2 separate regions of the Hordeum vulgare genome follow, and region 1 is linked to region 2. The links are chromatin contacts, called in public Hi-C maps. All regions are on one chromosome and are shown on one strand. The core of a region is the stretch at or near the end of the contact, and the rest is flanking DNA. Distances in the headings are between cores, read along the strand shown.

Evidence for each region. A called contact is a pair of places that touch in the nucleus more often than the background predicts.
Region 1: a Hi-C map of leaf shows a contact between it and region 2, with 4 times the contacts expected there. The contact joins two enhancer-like sites. A contact is called at or near these places in 3 of 6 Hi-C or Micro-C datasets (leaf and seedling).

The regions. Positions count from the first base shown.
Region 1 is chr4H:78,528,012-78,533,226 of MorexV3_pseudomolecules_assembly, reverse strand. No RefSeq gene overlaps it. Among protein-coding and RNA genes, the nearest start is that of LOC123446160, 69 kb to the left of the region's middle. Within about 2 kb of position 1,461, at least 3 of the 3 cell types and tissues checked have open chromatin away from gene starts, as enhancers often do. A contact at or near this core is called in leaf and seedling, where this site is marked.
Region 2 is chr4H:77,659,075-77,664,139 of MorexV3_pseudomolecules_assembly, reverse strand. No RefSeq gene overlaps it. Among protein-coding and RNA genes, the nearest start is that of LOC123446159, 310 kb to the right of the region's middle. Within about 2 kb of position 3,604, at least 3 of the 3 cell types and tissues checked have open chromatin away from gene starts, as enhancers often do. A contact at or near this core is called in leaf and seedling, where this site is marked.

The DNA.
Region 1 (5,215 bases), core at 212-2,711, 870 kb before region 2:
TGATGCTTTTTTTAAGTTGTCAACATTTTTTCACAATTTTAAACATCTGTTTTTGAAAGCACGAGAATTTGAAATAATCAAGAACACTTTTGAAATTCAGCAACATTTTGTACCATCGCAGTTCTTTTTTAATTACAAAACCAATTTAGAAATGATAGAGATTTTTAAAAATTGCGAACGATTTGATGTAACTCATGATAGTTTTATGATTGAGTGTTTTTCGAATTATTATTTTTTCTATTCGTGGATATTCTGTTCATATTCACGAACAAATTTTAAATCATAAAAAATATTAAATTCATGGTTTTTGTTGAATTAGCAAAAAAGACTGAAATAGGAAACTTCTTTCAAAATTCTGGTACGTATTTGAATTCATGAACATTCTTAGATTTCACTTTTTTTTAATTCTAACATGTTTCATTGCGAACATTTTGTAAAATTCACGGTCATTTTTGGCGTTTGTGAATTTTTTTTGACAAATTAAAAAAATAATAATATATTTCTCATTATTCCAATTCAAAAACATTTTGTTATATTCGTGAACATTGTTTTTGCATTTGACATTTTTGACATTCTTGAACTTTTTTGCAAACATATTCGAGATTCTTGATTTTTTTTTCATTTAGAAAAATATTTGGAATCTTGAACTTTTTTTTAATACATGAACATTTTCTAAACTCGCTATCAAAATTGTAATTTTGGAACATTTTTCAAGTTCCCTAACAATTTTTCGAATTGTGAATATTCTTTAGTACGTGAACATATTATGAATCATGAACAATTTTATGTTGTCGCAAATAATTTTGAATTCACAATGCTTTCTATATTCATGAATATTTTTCAAAATCGTATTTTTTCACGAACATTTTTATACCAATTTTTCTTCTTTCTGTTTTTAAGAGCTAGTATCTCAATACAAGGAATTTATAAAATGCAATTGCTTGTTTCTTTTTAGCTGTCAAAGCAGAAAAAGAAAGTAAAAAACATGTGAAAAGAAAGAAAGTAAGGGAAATATATATAGGTGGAGGAAAAAAAGGCAACGAGGAATCATATGTGAAAGAAATTTGAGCGAGTTGATCACTTGATCTTAAAAAACGAGCAAGCGAGAGCTGGTCAAGGGCCACAAATTCTGATCTTAAAAATACCAGGGGGTGTTAGTCCTGGAATGGAGGCAATTCATTAATAAAGTCTTTCCAAAGTCTTGTGATATTTCCAAACCGAATATCAATCTTCTTACCTATCATGTAAATATTTTTAACCTTTAAAGGAGCTTTCCAACACGAGGAGTCTAAAAATCTAAGCACCACAGAGGCCATTTTTTTTAAATACCATGCACGTTCGAACTCCGAACTCACAAACCTCTGTGTGTTTCCTCGAAAAGTGGGCCAGCACACTGTGAGCAGGCATAGGCAGTCAAACGATCAACACTCACAGCAAGCAATACGGGGAACTCCTACCTGCCGCTCGCTGCGGAAGGGAGTCCCTCCCACGCACAGCCTGACCCCCGACATGCCGGTCCAGTAGGCGCGCCATACTGTAGTTTTTTTTCTTTCTGTTTTTTCTTTTTTGTGTCCTTTTTCTTCCCGTTTTCTTTTTTCCATTTTTTTATCAAAACGAACAAACGTTGAATTTATTAAATCATTTTTAACAACATGAATGCTTTTATCAGGGTAAAAAATTGAAAACACGAACAATTTTTTAAAGGATGAACGTTTTGGAATCTTGAGAACAAATTTATAAATCAAGAACAATTTTGAGAAATCCTGAACAAATTGAGGGCCACGAACAAATGTTTAAAGCGTGTATAAGTTTTTAAAAGCACGAACATTTTTTAAATCTTGCAAACAAATTTTGAAAATGAGAATAATTTGGAAATATCTTGAGGAACTTCATGAACGTGATTTTTTTAAATACAAACAATTTTTCAATTTTGAGAACAAATTTCTAAAAACAAGAACATTTTTGAAAAAGCATTTCAAAAATCCATAACATATTTTGTAATTCCAGAACATTTTTGTAAAAAATCAAAAACATGTTTCGAGTTTTTAGTTCAATTTTTAAAATTCCGAACATTTTTTAAAAGTAAGAACATTTTTTTTGAAAAAAGAAGAAACATTTTCCAAATTTGAAGAATATTTTTTTAAACCGAATACATTTTTGGAAAATACAGAACATTTTTCTCAAAAATAAAAACATTTTTCAGATTTTCAGATTTTTTTTTGAAAACCACAATTTTTTTTGAAAATGCAGAAACTCCAGAACATTTTCGAAACAGAAGCAGGAAAATAATATTTCTGAAAGCCCGAATAAATTTAGTAGCGTGAGCAAGTTTTTAAAAGCACGAACATTTTATAATCTTGAGAACAAATTTTCAAAATGATAACAATTTTGAAAAATGCTGAACAAATTCATAAATATTTTTGAAACAAAAAAGGAAAAAAGAAGAAGAAAATAGTAAAGAATAAAGAAAACAAAAAAAACCGGTTCAAGAAACATTCTAGAAAGTTTCCAAAACGGGGAAAAACGGGTGGATAAGTCTAGGAGGCCCCAAAACCGGGATCCCTAGAACCGGTAATAGGCCGGCCCAGATAGCATCGCTCCCTCGTCATCCTGTGCGAAACCCCGATATATTGATGCAAAGAGCGACAAAATAGCGTTTTCCGATGATACGTAGCTCGGAGAGATTCTATGCGAGAGTATTTGTTTGTTTAAGGTATGAATAGTACTGAGTTAGCCCATTTCAGCGTGGAGATTGAAAAATGGAGCCCCCAAGGAATCGAACCCTAATCGCAGCGGAAACAACTAACGACTACGTCAACTTTGAGTTACTACTCCCGCCGTTCCTAAATAAATATAAGTCTTTTAAGAGATTTCACTAAGGAACTACATACGAAACAAAATAAGTAAATCTACACTCTAAAATGTGTCTATATACATCCGTATGTAGTTTCTTAGTGAAACCTGTAGAAAGACTTATATTTAGGAACGGAGGAAGTAGTTAGTAGTAGGACCGCTTCCTACTAAAGGCGACCAGAGTCAGGTTTTCTACTTTTTTTTCTTTTTTTTCTTTTCTTTTCTTTAATACCCTTTTCTTTTTTTTTCCCATTTTTGGGTTTTCTTTTATTTGTTTTTGTTTTTATGCTACATTGCTTTATACAAGATCAACATTTTTTTTAAATACTTGTTCAACATTTTTTAAATATTTATTCAATAATTTTCAAATAATTGGGTAAAATTTTGATATACATGACCAACATTTTGAATATTTATTCAAAAAATTTAAATACTATTTACATTTTTCATATACTCATTCAATTTTTTAATACTCCATCAATATTTTTTAAATAACTGTTCAACATTTGTCGTACTTATTCAACATTTTCATATATATTTCTACATTTTTTAAATGTGTTTTTGGAGATTGTTTTCTTATGTATGTATATATATATATATATATATATATATATATATATATATATATATATATATATATATATATAGAGAGAGAGAGAGAGAGAGAGAGAGAGAGAGAGAGAGAGAGAGAGAGAGCTAATCATTGCCAGAGAATTAGAGGGAGGAGATTAGAACCACATGATGCTTCTAATTATGAGGATTACAGGAACTAAACCTAGCTCTAATTATTCAACTAGGACCAACTTGAACTAGAATAGAAGAACTAGAGGAGGCTCCAAAACTTGTACACCAAAAGGGTGCCAATACCTCAAGTATATATAGGTTAGAGGGGGAGAGGAAGCTAACAAGGAGGGAAAGCCCCCTTGGGGTGCCGATCAAAGGGGGAAGGAGTTGGACTCCTCCCCTAGTAGGATGAGCCCCCCCCCCCCCCCCCCGAGGAAAGGGGGCCGACTCCTCCACTTGGGCACTTTGTGGCCCAAGTTGCCTTCCACCTCATGACCTTTTTAGGATCGTTGATATTAAGTTAAATATAAAAGTGTTCTAAACATTTGCAGACCCTTTTATATATAATTTATCATCCCTTAAAATATTTTCCACCTATATATATTTATCAGTAATACCCTGTATTACCCGATACTTTTTGAAACCCTTTCGGTGACCTCGGAATGCTTCCGGATCCTCTCAAAACTATTTGGATTATTAATGAAAAAATTCAAAAATATGTTGTCATTATTCCAGTTCTACTAACACTCAACAAATTGTGATTACCTTAAGCTTGTGACCCCATAGGTTCAGTAACTCATAGAAATGAACAGAACCCCTTCGTTCAATGACCGATAACGGAACTGTGGACGTCCATTTCGATCCCTATGAGGACACGAATGATATTCGAGTGAAACTTTCGTTTGTGACATTCCCTTCGCTTTGCGATACTTTACAAAACTCGGGATGCATTGTTGATACGTCTCCGTCGTATCTATATTTTTTTATTGTTTCATGCCAATATTCTACAATTTTTATATACTTTTGGCAACATTTTATATTAATTTTGGGACTAACATATTGATCTAGTTCCTAGTGCAAGTTTCTGTTATTTCTTGTGTTTCTTGTTTCATAGAAAATCCATATTAAACAATTTCCAATATTCTACAATTTTCATATACTTTTGGCAACATTTTATATTATTTTTGGGACTAACATATTGATTTAGTGCCTAGTGCCAGTTCCTGTTATTTCTTGTGATTTTTGTTTCATGGAAAATCCATATTAAACAAAGTCCAAACGCGATAAAAAATTATAAATATTTATTAAGAAATATATGTGATTTTTGGGAGTTGGAATCAATGCAAGAGGGTGCCCAAGGTGATCCCAAGCCAACAAGGCGCACCCAATTGGTATGGGCCCCTAGGTGTGTCGTGTTGGCTTGGCACTCCTTCGTAAGTCGGTTGCATCCCTTCTTTCACCACAATAAAGATAATTTCCTCAAAAAAAAATCCCCTCATAATTTCAGCTCAATCGAAGTTACGGATCCATGGATATTTAAGAAACAGTGTAACACTAGAGAAATAGATGCAAAAACAGAAGAGAAACAGGGAGAGAGATCCAATCTCGAAGGGGCTCCTGCCCTCCGAGAGCCATGGTAGCCATGAACGAGAGGGAAAAAACATCCTCCCATATAGGGTGGAGACCAAGGAATAATAAAAAGGAGGAGGGCTCTCCCCTTCCCTCCCGGCGGCGTTGGAACGACGCTAGAGCTATCATTGTGCGACGGGGATCTACTCCAACAACTCTGTCATCTTCA
Region 2 (5,065 bases), core at 2,355-4,854:
ACTTAAGGTTCCGTGATGTTTTAGTATAGTTGAGTTATATGTGTGGTTACCGAATGTTGTTCGGAGTCCCGGATGAGATCACGGACGCCGGGAGGGTTTCCGGAATGGTCCGGAGACAAAGATTGATATATAGGATGACTTCATTTGGTTACCGAAAGGTTTTCGGGCATTACCGGGATTATACCAGGAGTGACGAATGGGTTTCGGATGTTCACTGGGAGGGGGCAACCCACCCGAGAGAAGCCCAAAGGATCTAGGGGTGGCGCACCAGCCCTTAGTGGGCTGGTGGGACAGCCCAAAGGGACCTATGCACCAAGGAAGAAAAATCAAAGAAAAAAAGGAAAGGTGGGAAGGAAGAGAAGGACTCCACTTTCGAATCCTAGGTGGACTAGGATTGGAGTAGGACTCCTCCTCCTCCCTGGGCTGCGCACCCTTGAGGGCTCAAGCCAAGCCTCCTCCCCCTCCCTCCTATATATAGTGGTGATTTAGGGCTTATTTGAGATAACTTTTGCCACGTGCAACTCAGATCTAGACACCATAGTTTTACCTCTAGATCGTATTTCTGCGGAGCTCGAGCGGAGCCCTACAGGAGTAGATCCTTCACCACCACCGGAGCGCCGTCACGCTGCCGGAGAACTCATCTATTTCTCCATCTTGCTTGCTGGATCAAGAAGGCCGAGATCATCGTCGAGCTGTATGTGTGCTGAACGCGGAGGTGCCGTCCGTTCGGCACTAAATCTGAGCGGATCGTGGGACGGATCGCGGGACGGTTCGTGGGACAGTTCGCGGGGCGGATCGAGGGACGTGAGGACGTTCCACTACATCAACCGCGTTTCTAAACGCTTCCTGTTGTGCGATCTACAAGGGTCCGTAGATCCAAATCTCCTCTCGTAGATGGACATCACCATGATAGGTCTTCGTGTGCTTAGGAAATTTTTTGTTTCCCATGCAACGTTCCCCCACACTTATTCAATGACGTGCTTCAAGCTACCGCGGGGTTTGTGCCAACACATCGATAGCCTGCTTCAGAAGTTTTGGTGGGGATCCAAGCAGGGAGAAAGGAAAACCGCGTGGGTCTCGTGGGAAGTCGTGACGCAACCTAAGTTCAAGGGGCGGCATGGGCTTTCGCGATATCGAGATGTTTAACTTAGCCTTTCTTGCTCGTCAAGCCTGGCGCCCATTGCAAGAACCTGAATCCCTCAATGCTCGGATACTAAAGGCAGTCTATTACCTTAACTATTCTGTTTTGGAAGCCGAGTTGGGGGGTAACCCGAAACACGTATGTTGTTCTATCCACGAAGGGCAGGACACTCTTAAGCTGGGTATCATCAAGAGGATAGGGACGAAGAGTGAGACGAGTATGTGGCATGATAATTGGATACCTCGAGACGATAAGCTACGATCGGTTTGCCCAAAGACCTCGAACCCACCGCGACAAGTGTTAGAGTTAATCGATCACACCTTTGCTGGCTGGAATATTCATAGTTTGGATGAGCATTTTTATGCAATGAACGAGGAGGCAATTCTGAAGACCCCCTTGAGCTCTCGAGTTCAAGCTGATTTTTGGGCCTGACATTATGATAGGAGTGGCAAATTCTCAGTACGGTCTGCATACCCTTTACTGGCTTCTACAAAGAAGCAGTGCACGGAATGGTTGGAGCATGTTCCCGGGCGCTCTGAGTGTGAGGCGGACAAGAAATCTTGGCGCAAATTCTGGATCTTAAGCATCCCGTCAAAAATCAAAGTCTTCGCTTGGTGGCTAGCCAAGTCATCCATTCCAATTGGAGAGGTTAGGAACCACATGAAGATGACAGACACGCCGCTATCTCTATTTGTCATTCGGCGGTTGATACACGGAGACACTCTTTATTTGACTCTAGCATGTCTCGGTGTGTGTGGGCTCTGGCCGATGAGGAACTGACATAGGTTATCATCTCAAACCGAACCGACGATGCTAGATTATGGACGTTTTGGCTTTTGGAGACCCTACCAGAGAGGGAAGTTGTTCAAATTCTGATAACGATGTAGTCCATCTGGTGGGCGCGACGGCGTGCTATACATGATGATCAGTACTAAAACCGTGTGAGTACCTCGACCTTTGTCACAAAGTTTCTGGAGGACCTGAAGTGTGTGGCTATGAGCAATTCTCTCTAGCGAAGGACTGGAAGCCGAAAGATCTTCATGCAACAGCCGCCAGCACAAGCACAAGTGCATCAAATTCTTTCTCGCTTCCACCAATCAACTTGGATGCTAAGCCCAATGCGGATGGTGGTGTGTCTAGGTGTGGTAGGCAGGGGGTTGCAGCTGTCATGTGTCGTAATCGCTGAACTCTATCTGTGTGGCTTCGGATTGTGCTGCCGTGATCTTCATGATTGGCTCGGAAGTTCCATGCCACTACACTTCAGCTATCAGTGAGATAAACCATCGATCTAGTTCCTTTTCATAATATTCGCTTTGTACATGAGAATAGAAAGTTTAATGCCGAAGCGCATGCTCTTGCAAAACCAGCGGTTTCTTTGTCTCCCGGGCGCCACATGTGGCTTGTATCTACGCCCGATATAATATTTATCCCTGTGAACATCCAAATTTAATAAAGGTTATATATGCTTAAAACATACAATACATGCGAGCGAGCGAGCGAAAGAAGCAGTAATATGCTGAGGCCCAGTACGATTGGGAGTGTGTGCTATAGAGATTTTCTGATGTTGACTTCCTATTTTGCGCTGCATGCGCGTTCTTCAATGGACCGACACATCTAACGTCTTTTTTCAATGTTTTTAATCCATCACGACACGACAAATCGAACAAGCGACCTACCGAGCCAAGGCAAGCCGGTATAACCATCACAACAGCGAGCAGGATGTGGTAAACTTCAATTTTTCCCTCTTTTATATTGATTTCCCTTTTTCTTTTTTCTTTTTTCTTTTCCCCTTTTTTTCTATTTTCTCTTCTTTCGGGTAGATAATTTATTTAGCAAACACGTGAATCTTTATGCTAATAGATGAACTTTTTTTGATATTCAATGGATTTATTTTCCAAAATCGATGAAGTTTTTCAAAATAGACAAACTCTTTTCAGAATCGGTGAACTTTTTTCAAATCTGATGCAGTTTTTCATATTTGAGAAACTTTCTTTCAAAATTGATGAACTATGTTTCAAAGTAGATAAACTTTTTCCAGAATGGAAGAACCTTCTCCAGAATCGATGAACATCATTACAAATTGATGAACTTTTTTTAAAATCAACGAACTTTTTTTCAGAATCGATGAACTTTTCTAGGAATCGTTGAATTTTTTTCAGATTTTATGAACCTTTTTTAAAGAGCTGAACTTTTTGTCAAAATGGATGAACTTTTTTCCTAAAATCTGCAAAACTTTTTTTGATTTTACATCATATAAGAAATAGAAAAACTGGGAGGTTTTTTCCTACTGAATCAATAGAAAAAAATAAAAATAGTTGGCAAGTAGCGTGATCCAGCGAAGCGAGCTATCAAACTCAGTTTCGTTTACTAGAGTGAACGAGTGCACTCGTTGACCGGCCCATGCCAACGACGCTGACAGCACCAGCTTTATAATGGACGCCTACAGCGCTGCATAGGAGGTCCCGCCGCTCTTTGCGGCAAAAGGATAGCGCTTCGCACAGAAGCAGCTACCTGGGCTGGCACATTTACAGTGGTAGGAGGAGGCATCTCTTTCGCACATGAAAAAAGGCAAAAATAAGAAAGCGCATACACTATAAATCAATCCCAAAACCTCCTAGCAATTTCCGAGCTGAGCTAGCCGTTCCGCCTAACAAACAATAATGTGAAATTTGCAGCTCCATACGTAAAGGAACAAAAAAACAGCGGTAAACAAAAACAACTGTTCCCAAAAATTCCCCAAAACTAAAAATCGTGAGAGGACCCGAACCAAAGATCTACTGCAAGTGATCCACGTCAATAGCCACCAAAACTTCCAATGATTTACTGTACAAAATAGACGCCCAGTTTATACGAACATTTTATTTAAATTTAGAACGTGGTTTTATTTTTGAGAATTATGAAAGAATTTTAAAAACTCTAAAATTTTGTGAAAATACATTTTTCGGGATCTTAAACATTTTTGCAAAAAAGGAACAAATTATATATTTTTTAAAACCAGAACAGATTTTCTATTTACGCAAAAAAATAAAAATGTATTTTGTTCTAATTTCTGAAGAAATTTTAAAAACACAAACATTTTTTGATAATATGAACAGTCTTTGGAACTATGATTTTTGTTGGAAAATATGTACTTTTTTTTCAAATTCTGATTGTTTTTGGAAACGCGAACATTTTTTGGAAACTCGCACGCTTTTTAAATTTAATATTAAAATATGAAAACTGGTATAATGTTTTTGACTTTTTGAACAATTTTTATTACATAAACATTTTTGGAAAACATAAACAATTTCTTAGAGTATGTACAAATTAGAAACAGGAGCATTTTCAATGTTAGAACAACTTTTAAAAAATAAGAACATTTTTTGAAATTTGAGAACAAATTTAAAACAGGAACAATTTATGAACGTATTTACATTTTTTGAAACAACAACATTTTTTGAACTTGTCTATGTTTGTTGAAAAGGCGAACATTCTTTAGTAAATGAAGATTATTTTTTGAAATTCCCAAAGAAAAGTATAAAACATGAACATTTGTTTGAAATTTGTGAACATTTTTTATAGTGGGAACATTTCTTAAACTCCTAAAAAATAGAAACATGAATATTTTAACAATTTTCTAAAATAGGAACATTTTTTTGAACTCCTAAAAAATCCACATAAATTCTTAATAAAATTCGGAACAATTATTCAAAAACACAAACAAAATTTGAAAAGATAAACATTTGTTTCTCCTCCAAAAAGGGAACCATGAACATTTCCACAAATTCTGACCTAGTTTTGAAAGCTGGAACATTTTTTAAATTTCAAACAAGTTTTTGAAAAGTTGTGAATATTTTAAAGAAAAACAAACTGACAAAATTTTAAAAAATTATCAATTTAGAATTTGGAAATAGTTTTTGAAACATGAACATTTTTTGGAATCAT